Regions from separate parts of the Sus scrofa genome. Here all the other regions are linked to region 3. The links are chromatin contacts, called in public HiChIP or PLAC-seq maps. All regions are on one chromosome and are shown on one strand. Each heading gives the region's core, a stretch centred on a gene start, on an enhancer-like site or on the middle of the called end of the contact. The rest is flanking DNA. Distances are from core to core; before and after follow the strand shown.

The links. HiChIP or PLAC-seq counts read pairs in DNA pulled down with a chosen protein or histone mark.
Region 1: an H3K27ac HiChIP or PLAC-seq map of alveolar macrophages shows a contact between it and region 3. The contact joins the promoter of TAF4 here to the promoter of ADRM1 in region 3. A contact is called at or near these places in 1 of 5 promoter capture datasets (liver), 1 of 47 Hi-C or Micro-C datasets (liver) and 1 of 2 datasets of contacts at active chromatin or transcription factors (alveolar macrophages).
Region 2: a contact with region 3 is called in an H3K27ac HiChIP or PLAC-seq map of alveolar macrophages. The contact joins the promoter of LSM14B here to the promoter of ADRM1 in region 3. A contact is called at or near these places in 1 of 47 Hi-C or Micro-C datasets (liver) and 1 of 2 datasets of contacts at active chromatin or transcription factors (alveolar macrophages).

Annotation. Positions count from the first base shown.
Region 1 is chr17:61,527,623-61,531,212 of Sscrofa11.1, forward strand. TAF4 (transcription initiation factor TFIID subunit 4) reads right to left here and starts at 2,341. Exons shown (of 17, transcript XM_003360050.4): 1 at 1,978-2,341; 2 at 1,571-1,975; 3 at 992-1,568. The coding sequence starts at 2,268.
Region 2 is chr17:61,552,609-61,556,087 of Sscrofa11.1, forward strand. It overlaps LSM14B (protein LSM14 homolog B), which reads left to right and starts at 1,345. Exons shown (of 11, transcript XR_002340116.1): 1 at 1,345-1,648; 2 at 3,404-3,479. LOC106506742 (a long non-coding RNA gene) reads right to left here and starts at 1,636. Exons shown (of 4, transcript XR_002340119.1): 1 at 1,549-1,636.
Region 3 is chr17:61,690,472-61,694,248 of Sscrofa11.1, forward strand. It overlaps ADRM1 (proteasomal ubiquitin receptor ADRM1), which reads left to right and starts at 2,452. Exons shown (of 10, transcript XM_021078220.1): 1 at 2,452-2,567; 2 at 3,307-3,520. The coding sequence starts at 3,308.

The sequences.
Region 1 (3,590 bases), core at 1,091-3,590, 160 kb before region 3:
CAGAGTCCACGCAGGCGAGCCGGGGATGGAAGGGAAAACACGGAGCCGGGAATCCCGACACAGAGCGGCGTGACGCAGAGGGCCGGCGGGGACCTTTCGCGAGTGAACCTGAAGAGCCCCAAGGGGACACCGAGGGGACAGGAGATGGAGCGTGGGATGGAAGACGCTCCTTGTCCGCCTGCACCGGCTGCACCCCCGCGCCCCACTGATCACAGGGCACGTGCCCCCCCCACCCTGACTCCAAGGTGATGAGGACCGGGGTGACCCGATGACACGGTGGAGGAGGACACTGTGAAAAGTGACACTGTGGCTACGGGAAGTGCTGAAGCACGGCTGCAGAGCAGACGTGAGGCAAGGGCTCCGACCAGGAAGGGCGTGAGCCCCAGGACTCCTCCAGGCTCCCCTGGGAACCCTGCCATCCTGGCGTCCAAAGGGAAGCCAGAGCTTTCCAGGCAGACCTGCCCAGCCTCGTGGAGGGGGCATCTCTGCGCTGAGCTCGCCAGGAAAGGGGGGTCCCTAGCTCATCATCAGGGGAACCAATCACAGCCCAGAATGATAAAACACAGGAAGGTAGAGCAAGGACACAGACCAAATGCCTGACCCCAGGAACCAGGAGAGGCAAAGGCCCAGCGTGGGAAAGCCAGGGGCCCGGTGAGACCCCAGCGAGTTGTCCCCGCAGCACCGGCTGCCACTGCTCCCCACTGTGGGGACTGGGCAGCGGCACACAGGGGCCGGGAAGCCGGGAAAAGTCCCACTGGCCAGGCCGAGAGCCTGGCAGAGAAGCTTGGCAGCCCTGCCCCAGGTCCCATCGCATGCACGCTCGCACTCTCTCTCTCACCCCGGGACTGTCCTGAGCCTGGACAGAGGTGTGCCTCCGCTCGCGGCAGGCCACTGCGAGACCCGTGCCCCCCCGCGTCCCGCCAGCCCTGCAACTTCCTGGACTCCCAGCTGGGGCGGCACACACCCGCCGGCAGGCAACGCAGCCACTCACCTGGGGGCAGCTGGAAGTTCTGGACGTTGGTCGGGTTCTGCGGCGGCTGCGGCAGGCGTGGGGCTAGGACCGTGGGCGTCAGCGTGGCCCGGATCCCGCCGGTGGTGACCGAGGGCGTCCTGGGCAGGCTCTGGGTCACCGCGCTGGCCGAGCCCTTGGGCAGCCCGGTGGGAGTGCCGGGGGCCGGCGGCGGGAGGCCCGCGGCGGCGGCGGCGGGCAGCGCCCCTTGCATAGTTGGCCCGAGGATCATGCCGGCCCCCGCGCCGGCCGGGCAGCTGGCCGCCAGGGTCTGCGGCGGCGGGGGCGCCGGCTGCAGCGCGGTCTTGGGCGAGTCGGCCTTGGCCACCTGCGCGGGCGCGGCGGCGGGGCCGGGCTGACTGTTGGCGGCGGGCGCCGGGGCGGGCGCGGGCGCGGGGGCCGAGGCGGGCGCGGGCGCGGGGGCCGGGGCGGGCGCGGCGCTGCCCCCGTTCTGAGCGGCCGCCGGGGGTCCGGCCGGGGGGCCGGGCGGCCGGGCCAGGCTGGCGGCGGCGGGCGGCGGCGGCGGCGGGGCGGCGGCGGGCGCGGGGGCGCGGGGGGCACGGCGGGCGCGGGGGGCGAGGGGGCGCGGGGCGCGGGCGCGGCGGGGGCGCCGAGGAAGGGCGGCGTCTGGATGACAGTGGCGGCGGCTGGCTTGGGCGGCGGCGGCGGCGCGGGCGCGGGCCCGTTGTGGAGCAGGCTGACAGCAGGTGCGGCGGCGGCGCGGAGCGAGTTCCCCAGCGCGGCGCTCCCATTCAAAGTTTGCGCGGCGCCGGGGCCGCCGGGCGGGCCGTTGCGGGCGGCGGGCTTGGCGGCGGGCTCGGGCGCGGCCGCGGCCCCCGGCGCGCAGGCCCCGGCCGCGGCGCCCGGCCCGGCCCCGGCCCCGGCCGCGGCGCCCGCGCCGGCCTCGAGCGTGTTCAGCTTCGCGGCGGGCCCTGCGGGAACAAGCGGGCAGCGCGGTGAGGACACAGGCCCGGCCGGCGGCCGCCCGCGCTCAGGCCGCGCCGCGCTCTACCTGCGGGGGGCGGCTCCGGCGCCGCTGCGGGCGCGCCCTCGGCCGGCACGGCTCCGGCTCCGACATGGTTCCCGAGCGCGCCGGCGGCCGCGGCCCGCGCCTCGGGCGCGCGGGGCGCGAGGTGGTGGTGGTGGGCCGCGCTGGCCGCCAGCTGCGACTCGAGCGAGCCCACCAGGTCGCTCACCACTTTCTCGTCCACCTCGCTGTTGAAGAAGACCTCGTCCAGCAGATCCGAGCCCGCCGCCATCTTTCCTCCTCGGCCCGCCGCCGCCGCCGCTCGGCCGGCGCTGGGCGGGGAGGAGGCTCCGCGCGGGCAGGCGGGCGGGCGGGCGGCCGCGGGGGCGGGCGGGGGGCGGCGCGCGCCGGGCGGGGCGGGGGCGGCGGTCGGGCGGGGGGCGCGGGCGTCCTGGCGGGGGGAGGGCGGCGGCGGCGCGCTGCGCAGGCGCGGCGGCGCGCCCGCCCCCGCCCGCCGCCCGGCGCCTCGCCATTGGCCGCGGCGCCCCCCCGCCCGGCCGCTCGGCGCCCGGCGATTGGCCGCGGCGCCTGCTTAAAAGGCGCGGCCAATGGCTGCGAGCGGCAGAGGACGGGGCGCGGGGCGGGCGGTTGGGGTGCGGAGGGCGAGTGGGCGGCGGGCTCCGGCGCCGGTGGGCCGGTAGGGCTGTGGGGGTCTCCGCCGCCAGGCGGGCCGCATGCCGACAGCCGGGAGGATGAAACGGGCGGGGACCGCGGCCGGGGCCTGGTGGGGCGGCGGCCGCGATGACTCGCTCTTTGTCTCCGCTCGCTCCAAAATGGCTGCGGTCGGAGCTGATGGGAGCTCCAGGCAGGCGAGGGAACGGGGACGCCGTGTTCCCCGGACCCCGGTGCCCCTTAGCGCAGCCGCCGTGACTCGCAGGGGCAGGGCGCCTCGGGAGGGCACGGGCGAGGTCCGGGGCCCGGGGCCGCCGGGCGACCTGAGCGCCGGCGCCACTGCTGCGGGCCGGGCGCGGGCCCGTCCTCGGCTGGCGCCCAGGTCTGCCCGAGGCCCGGCGTCTCGCGCGGTGAGGCCGCTGCTCGGGCGGCGGGGCGGGGCGGGGGGCGGCGCCCAAGGCCGCCGGAGCCGCGCCAGGGTGACTCACTTCATCCGGCGGCGCGGCCCGGGACGCGAGTGCCCTAAATTACTGGGTGAGACGGCGGCGCCGGCTAGGACCCGCAGCTCCTGTAGGGAGCCGTCCGCCTGGAGCTGCTCCTCGGGTCCTTGTTTTCCGCTCTGTCCTTTTGACAAAGTAAGTTGTCGAAAAGAACCGTGCGAGCACCTTCTCTATAAAATGAGTTCAGGTAAAGTTCTCTCCTGTGTTTTTTGTGTTTTGTTTTCACCGGAAGATGGTATTCTGGGACATCCCTAGTGGTTTCTTTTGCTCCGCTTTTTTGGGGAAACCCAGAAAGGCCTCCCATCTCCGGCTCCTGCGGGCGAGGCCGCGCCGCGGTCGCCCAGACCTCCGCACAATGAGGGACGCTGTTGACACAGAAGGGTTCTTTTCTGGCCGCCTGAACAAAGGAGCCCGCCGGCCCCCGCAGGCCCAGCTCGCGGGG
Region 2 (3,479 bases), core at 95-2,594, 140 kb before region 3:
CGGGAACTCCCAGCTTCCACTATTTCCTCTGGCCCTTAAAGCAAGAAATACTTTACACCTTGATCAAGTACCCATTTCAACACATCTAAGTGAAATAAACGCTTCACAGAGCAACGGCACTCTATGCGGTGAGCTCTCTGCTATTTCTCTCATTCCGGTTCATTTCTATAAAATGCTGGTCACCCTCCCTGTTTTTCAGAACCCAATGCTGATCCCTGATCTGATGTCAGGAGGGACAGACAGACAAAAAGCAAGCGCCCACGTAAGCGCTAATGGAGTAAAGGGCTGTGCAGGGCAGAAGACGGTCTGGCGAACTGGAAAGGGACGGTCTGCTTCTCCATTTTGCCGCGAGGCCTCTGGGCTGGAGGCAGCAGCGAGCAGGCCAGGTCAGGCGGCCCTTGGAAGCCCTGGCGGGGCGGCTGGGATTTATTTTAAGGGACAGGGAGCGCCACCGCCGCTTGGGGGAGGGGCGGGATTCAATGAGACGATGCGCTCAGCACATTATATTTAGCGGCTGACGCGCCGGGAAGCGCTAGTTCCCCGCAGTTACTACTGCGCCCCACCGGCGGAGGAACCCCTTCCAGCCTTCACCACACCGGCAGGGACCCCCGGCCCCTGCCTTTGCCCCCCCGGACTCCCGATCTTCACTCCACGGATGGTGACCTCGTGGGCAGGGAGTCTGACCCGCTGCCTTCACCCCCGCCCTGGGCAAGAGACCCCTGGGGCCTCATTTTCACCCCAGGCGCAGTGACTGAGATCTCCGTGGGCAGGGACTTCGCTCCCCGGAGAAGGGACCAACCCCCAGCCTTCGCCCCTGGGGGAGGGGAGAATTGGGGCACACGCCCCAATTTCTCCAGCCAGGGCGGGGGAAAGCTGCCGGGCACACTTTCGTAGGGGGGAAACCTAAGACCCGGGAAAGGCGTCTACAAGCTCCCGGAGCCTAGGTCCGGAGCAGACGAGCGCGCAGAGCGCGCGGGGCTTCCCGTCCCCGCCCCTCTCCACACACACACGTGCGGCTCGCCCCCCAGCCCCGTCCCCGCCCCGCGCACGCGCACTCCGCCCCAGTCGATTCCCACCCCTCCCCCCAGGCCCGCCCGCCAAGTCTCGTGCTCCCACCCCGCGCGGAGCCCGACGGGAGCGGGCCGAGAAGTGGGGCGGAGAGCAGGGGAAAGCCCGCCCCGGCCGGCGGCGCTGGGTGCGCAGGCGCGGAGCGCGGGCCCGCCCCCAAGCCGGCGGCGCGGCCATATTTAAAGGGAGGCCGGCGCGGCGAGCCAATGGGCGGCGAGCATGCGGGGGCGGGGCGTGGCGGCGCAGGCCCCGGATGTGGCTGCTGCGGCCCCTCCTCCCCCGCGCGTCTCTCACAGACCCCGGCCGCGCGCTGCCGCCGCCGCCGCCGCCGCTCGCTCGTTCGCTGGTACCCGCGCAGGCCCTCGGGCGGCGGTGAGGCGGCGCCGAGGCACAAGGGCGGGCGGCGAGGCGACCGCGCGGAGGCGAGCGGGCCGGGCCCGGCTGGCCGCCGCCATGAGCGGCTCCTCGGGCACCCCGTACCTGGGTAGCAAGATCAGCCTCATCTCCAAGGCGCAGATCCGCTACGAGGGCATCCTCTACACCATCGACACGGACAACTCCACCGTGGCGCTCGCCAAAGGTAGCGGCCCCGCGGCCGCCCCAACCGCCTGGCCCCCGCCCCCCGCCAACAGCCGGGCCTGCGCCGCCGTCCTCCCCGCCCCCGGCGCGCCCCCTCCCCCGCCCCGCTTCCCGGGCCTCCGCGCGGCAGCCGCCGCGGCCCCTCGGGGCTCGGCCTGCACAAAGGGCGCCCCGGCCCCCGGTCCCCGGCGGCGGCGTTATTGTGCTCGGCCGGCCCGCCCAGCCCGGGCTTGGGGTGGGGAGGTGGGGCGGGTCCAGCTCCCGCGGCGCCGCCTCCTCCGCGGCGCAGCCCACCTCTGCAGGTGGGGGGCCGGCGTTGCCCGGCCGCCGCCTCCCCACCTGCCCGCGGGCGGAGGGGCCAGCTGGCGCGGAGCACCCGGCCCCTTCGGGGGAGGGGCGGGGCGGGGGGCCTGGGAGTCTCCCTGGGGCCTCCCCAGAAGCCTGGGGTTGGGAAAGCCCGACTCCTGCAAGCTTTCTGGAACCTATTAAGCGGCTGGGGCCTTGAGCCTGAACAAATACCACGTCTTAATGGATTCTCCTGCCAGGGTAGGAGCGTCGGCTGGCGGCTAGGAGCGCCCATTTAAATCGCTTTCCTGCCCTTATTCAGACGTTCCGCCTGCGGATTCACCGTTTTGTGGCCGACCCCTCCCTGCACGGGCTGGTGGCCGCAGCGAAGTCCCTGGGAGACTAGAGGAAGATGGCTGTGTTGAGGCTTTCCCGGAGTCCAGTCTTTCTGAGGGTGTGGAGGCGGGAGGTGGCCTCAAACTTTCTTTGTCTTCCTTCGGGGAAGGGGGCTGGTGTCATTCCCCGCCTTTTAGGAGCACCGAGGGCAGCCCGGTCTGCAGAAACCCTGTTTGTCTACCCGGGCTTGTCGGGCTCGAGACGCCGTGCTGGGCTTTTAAGGCTCAAGGCACAGCACACAGGCTTCTATGTCAGAGGGAGTCCCAGGCCTTCGGGTCGCAGTTGGTTGCCAGCTCTGGGAATGGCTCGTCCTAAAGCCTGGTGGTGAAGTTTGGATAGACTGCGTTGGTCCGGGAGAGTGTAGCTTTATGAGGGAACGTGGTCGTGTGTAGTCTTGCCTTTTGACTGCATTTGGCTTGAGATCCTGGCTGGAGAAACGGAGGCCCGGAGTAGCCCCTGGTCCTCAGCAGGAGTGTGTTCAGACTAGGTAGAGGCTGCCTGGAGCCCAGCTCTGCCCCAGAGACCCGAGAAGGAGATGCTTGTTTGGGCTCCTTGAACCCTGCCGATTGGGTCAGTAGCCTGGAAACGCGGCCCCCACCCCCACATGGGCGCTGGCGCTGCGGGGCCCCGTTCACAGCCCCTTCTCCCGCTGTTTCCGTCGCGGCTCCTCCCAGGCTGGTTGTGGGCAGAAGGGCAGGGATAGCACGACGTGCTGGCTCTTCTCAGAAGGAAGCAGACTCCTCGGGGGTGACGTGTGGTGAGGTTTCTGTCTAAAGGCAGCCCTGGGGCTGTTGAATCTGCACAGTCAGATGTGCACGGGGTCTGCAGAGCAGCTGTTGTTTGGCTGGGAGCGCTGGTGGCCGTCTGTGTTGGGACGTGAGAACGTTGAGCTCCGTGCGACTGTCAGGCTCTGAGTTGACTCGGCACCTTTTGGAGCTTTGCCCGCCGGGGTCGCGTAGGGATCGTCCACTGGGCGGAGCCGCTGCGGGCGTGTCGGGTGGCGAAGCCGGTGCCTGGGGGCCAGGACCGGCTCCGGGAGGACAGCGACTTAGCCCCTTTTTCCTCAACTCCAAAGTGAGGTCCTTCGGCACTGAAGACCGGCCCACGGACAGGCCTGCCCCGCCGAGGGAGGAGGTTTACGAGTACATCAT
Region 3 (3,777 bases), core at 1,202-3,701:
TGGGTGTGGATGGTGGGGGATTGGATGGTGGGTGTGGATGGTGGGTGTGGATGGTGGGTGTGGATGGTGGGGTGTGGATGGCGGGGTGTGGCTGGTGGGGGGTGGCTGGTGGGGGAAGCTGTTGGAGACGGTGTGTAAAACGTCTGTACTTTCTGCTCAGTTTAAAATTCCTCTAAAAAAGAAAGTCTGTGATTAAAAAGGAAAAAGAAAACAAAACAAAAGCCACCTGCCAAGCTGTTTTCTCACGCGGGTGTGCAGTGTCGCATTCCCGACGCCAGACACTCCTCAGCACTTGGTTTCCTCGATTTGCTTTCTTTTTTTCAGCCCTTCTGGGCGCCGGGGTTTAACTGGCTTTTCCCTCAGGAGTCATGGCGACCATCTCTCCTCTGGCGTCAGCCCCGTTCAGCCTCCTTGGGCAACGTTTGGGCACGTCTTTGGCCCAGGTCCCTGTCGGCCCCTCCTGTGCCCGCCGCCACCGCGCACCCTGCCTTTGGTCTGGGCGATGTGGTGAAGTTCAGGGGGTCGTGCTGGGTTTGCTTTTTGGCGGAGGCTGCCAGGTGCTCGGATGCGTGCAGCCGGGTTCCCCGAGCCCAAGGCTGGGGTGGGCACATGGACTGGCCTCCGTGGTGCCCGTTTACCTGTAGCTTGCTTCCTTATTCAGATTTTTCAAAGAAACTATTGAAAGTGTATAAAGCTTTGTGGGTTTTTTTGTTTTTTGTTTTTTAGGGCCACACCCGCGGCACATGGAGGTTCCCAGGCTAGGGGTCTAATTGGAGCTACAGCTGCCGGCCTGCACCACAGCCACAGCCACATTGGATCTGAGCCACTTCTGTGACCACAGCCCATGGCAACGCCGGATCCTTAAGCCACTGAGTGAGGCCAGGGATCGACCCTGCAACCTCATGGTTCCTAGTTGGATTCGTTTCTGCTGTGCCACGACAGGTGCTGCTTCACTGATTTCTTGCCTGGTTTCACAGGCCATGGGATGGCATTGTCTGCAGGGTGGTGACCGCGTCAGAGGCCACAAAATTGCATCACGTTGTACTAGAATTTTTTTTTCAGGCTGCGTCTGTGACATGTGGAAGTTCCCAGGTCAGGGACTGAACAGGCACCACAGCAGTGACAATGACGGATCCTTAACCCATTGAGCCGCCAGGGAACTCCCATAAGCATTGCCTCAAGTTGGCTGTTCCCCCCGCCCACCTCTGGAACCCTTGAGAGTCTCAAAAATTATCCAGGACCCCACAGAGCTTTTGTCTATATGGGTTTTTAATCTATGGATATTTACCATTATTATAAATTAAAAATAAATATTAACTAATTTAAAAATAACAAAGGCATTTATTATCACAAATAAAATTTTAAAATGAAAAACAGTCATATTTTCCAAAACAAAGAAAAAAATTAGTGACTCTTTAGATCACAAAGCAAGGGGTATGGAACTCACCAGAAGAGGGTACAGGAGTTAAAATGAATGGGTTAGAGCCACAGGTGTCAAGGTGGATAAATCTTAAAAACATTGAGTGAAAGAATACTTTTCACCTTTATACCTTTTATGAAAAGCTTAAAAACAAGTTTTCCATACACATAGAGAGAAAATCACCCAGCACACAGGAAAGTGGGCACACAGTTCAGGACGGCCCTGCCTTTGGCGCCGGGAGGCAGGCGGCGCTGGTGGGGTGTGCGGCTGGGGGCACCTAGCACGTGGGCCGCTTTTCCATTTCTCTGCAGGACTGGGTGTAAATGAAGCGGAAATAAAAGTAGTGGGAGGGCAGCGCCTTCCGTTTATCTAGTCTGGCCTTCCCTCCATCCTGACTGCCCACCAGCCTCTGGAAACGCTGCACCCGCAGACGAGGGGGAGGGGGCAGCCGTGCCAACGCTGCTGTCTGGGGTGCTGGGGGGGATGGGGAGGACTGTGCCATCACTGCTGTTGGGGTACGGGGGCGATGGGGGGCAGCCGGGTCGTCACTGTAATCGAGGAGGATGGGTGGAGGCCATGGAACGGGGTTCGGGGCTGTAGTTTGCCACCTTGCCCCCGGAATGTGAAACCCTCGCGCCCGGCCCCCGGCCCCCGCGTCCTAGGCCATCCTCTCCCTTGAGCTAGCGACTTCTCCTTCGTCTCGGGACCCGGTGTCTCGCACTGACAGCGAAACTGAGAGAGCCTCCAGCGTCCCGCAGGGGCTCGGCCCGGCGCGGCCCGGCGGTCCCGGGGCCAGCGCCCACCGCCCGGCCCGCGCCCGCCTCGCCGTTCCAGGCGCCGCCGCCAGGGGCCGCCGCCGCGCCCCTATGACACAGCAACAATAGGGGCCGCTCTGGCCCGCGCGCCGCCGGCCCGCGCTTCCGCCGGAAGGAGCCGCAGGCGGGGGGGCGGGCCTGGCCGGGTAATGGGCGGCCGCTCTGGCCAATCGCCCGCGGGCCAGTGCCCGCCCCTCTCCTGACGGGGCCCAATCGGCGGCGAGAGCGGCGGGGGGGCGGGGCGAGCGGGACTTCCGGCGGGGCCCGGCAGGCGCCGAGGAGGAAGAGCGATCCCGGACAGCGCCTCTCGGCCGACTCTCGGCGCGGACCAGGTACAGGGGGCGCCGGGGGCGGGGACGGTTACGGGGGCGGCAGGGGGCGGGGTCTGCGCCGTCGGCGGCTGCGGGCGGGCGCCCGGGGGGCGGAGGCCTGAGGGGCAAGGGGCCGGCGCGGGCCGGGGTTCTGGGGCCCGGCTCCCGGGCCAGCCCAGCCGCCGCCCCGCCCGCCGCGCAGCGCAGCCGAGGGCGTCGGGCGGCGGGGTCTGCGGGCGGGGATGGCCAGGTCACCCCGCAGAGGATGCAGCGCCGCCGCGGGGCTTGCTGCGCTTCTCCCGGGTGCTCGGGTTTTTTCTAAGGCAGCGAGCCTGCCCGTATCGCGCAGAAACTCGGTTTTAGGCCACAGCCTTGTCTCCTATCCAGTGTGTTAGCGGTTGTCTGCCCAGCTCACGGTTTTAAACCCTTCGGAGCTGCAGATTTAAAAAGTACGGAGAGTGGTGGTGACGAGGGTCCGCAGCGGTGATGCAGTTCAGGTGCGGGGGTAAATTTCCTTCTCTTAGAAACACGAGAAGCAGCAGGGAACCTGGCTCCCTGGGCTCAGGTACTGCGGGCCCAGGTCCACCCGGGAGGAGTTTGGCGGCGGGTGCTGGGCGGCTTGGGCCTGCCGCCTGCTCCCAGCACAGTGGCAGCCCGCGGTTCAGAGAGAGGGGCTTTCACTCCGCCGCCAGCGAACATTTGAGGAGGAAGTTAGGGTTTCCGTGGCAGTGACTGGGTCCGCTTGCTGGTCCGGTTTCAGGATGACGACTTCAGGCGCTCTGTTTCCAAGCCTGGTGCCAGGCTCCCGCGGGTCCTCCAACAAGTATTTGGTGGAGTTTCGGGCAGGAAAGATGTCATTAAAAGGAACTACTGTCACCCCAGATAAACGGAAAGGCCTCGTGTACATTCAACAGACAGATGACTCCCTCATTCACTTTTGCTGGAAAGACAGGACATCTGGGAACGTGGAAGACGTAAGTGTCTGGTGGCCTCCATCTCATCTCGACCCCCGCCTGGTTGTCAGCGCGGGGCGATTTTCACAGAAGGACCGGTGCCCCAGGGGCACAGCGGCCGTTTCCGTTTTGGCAGGTCTTGGGAGGCCCGGAGCCCCTGGCCTGGTGCCCTTATCAGATATTTTCTTTTGCTTGTGGGTCGTTCTAGCCTCGGGGGGTCTATAGATTCTCCCGTTGCCTGTGTGTCCTTTAAACTTGAAGATTAATTAGGTGCTTTG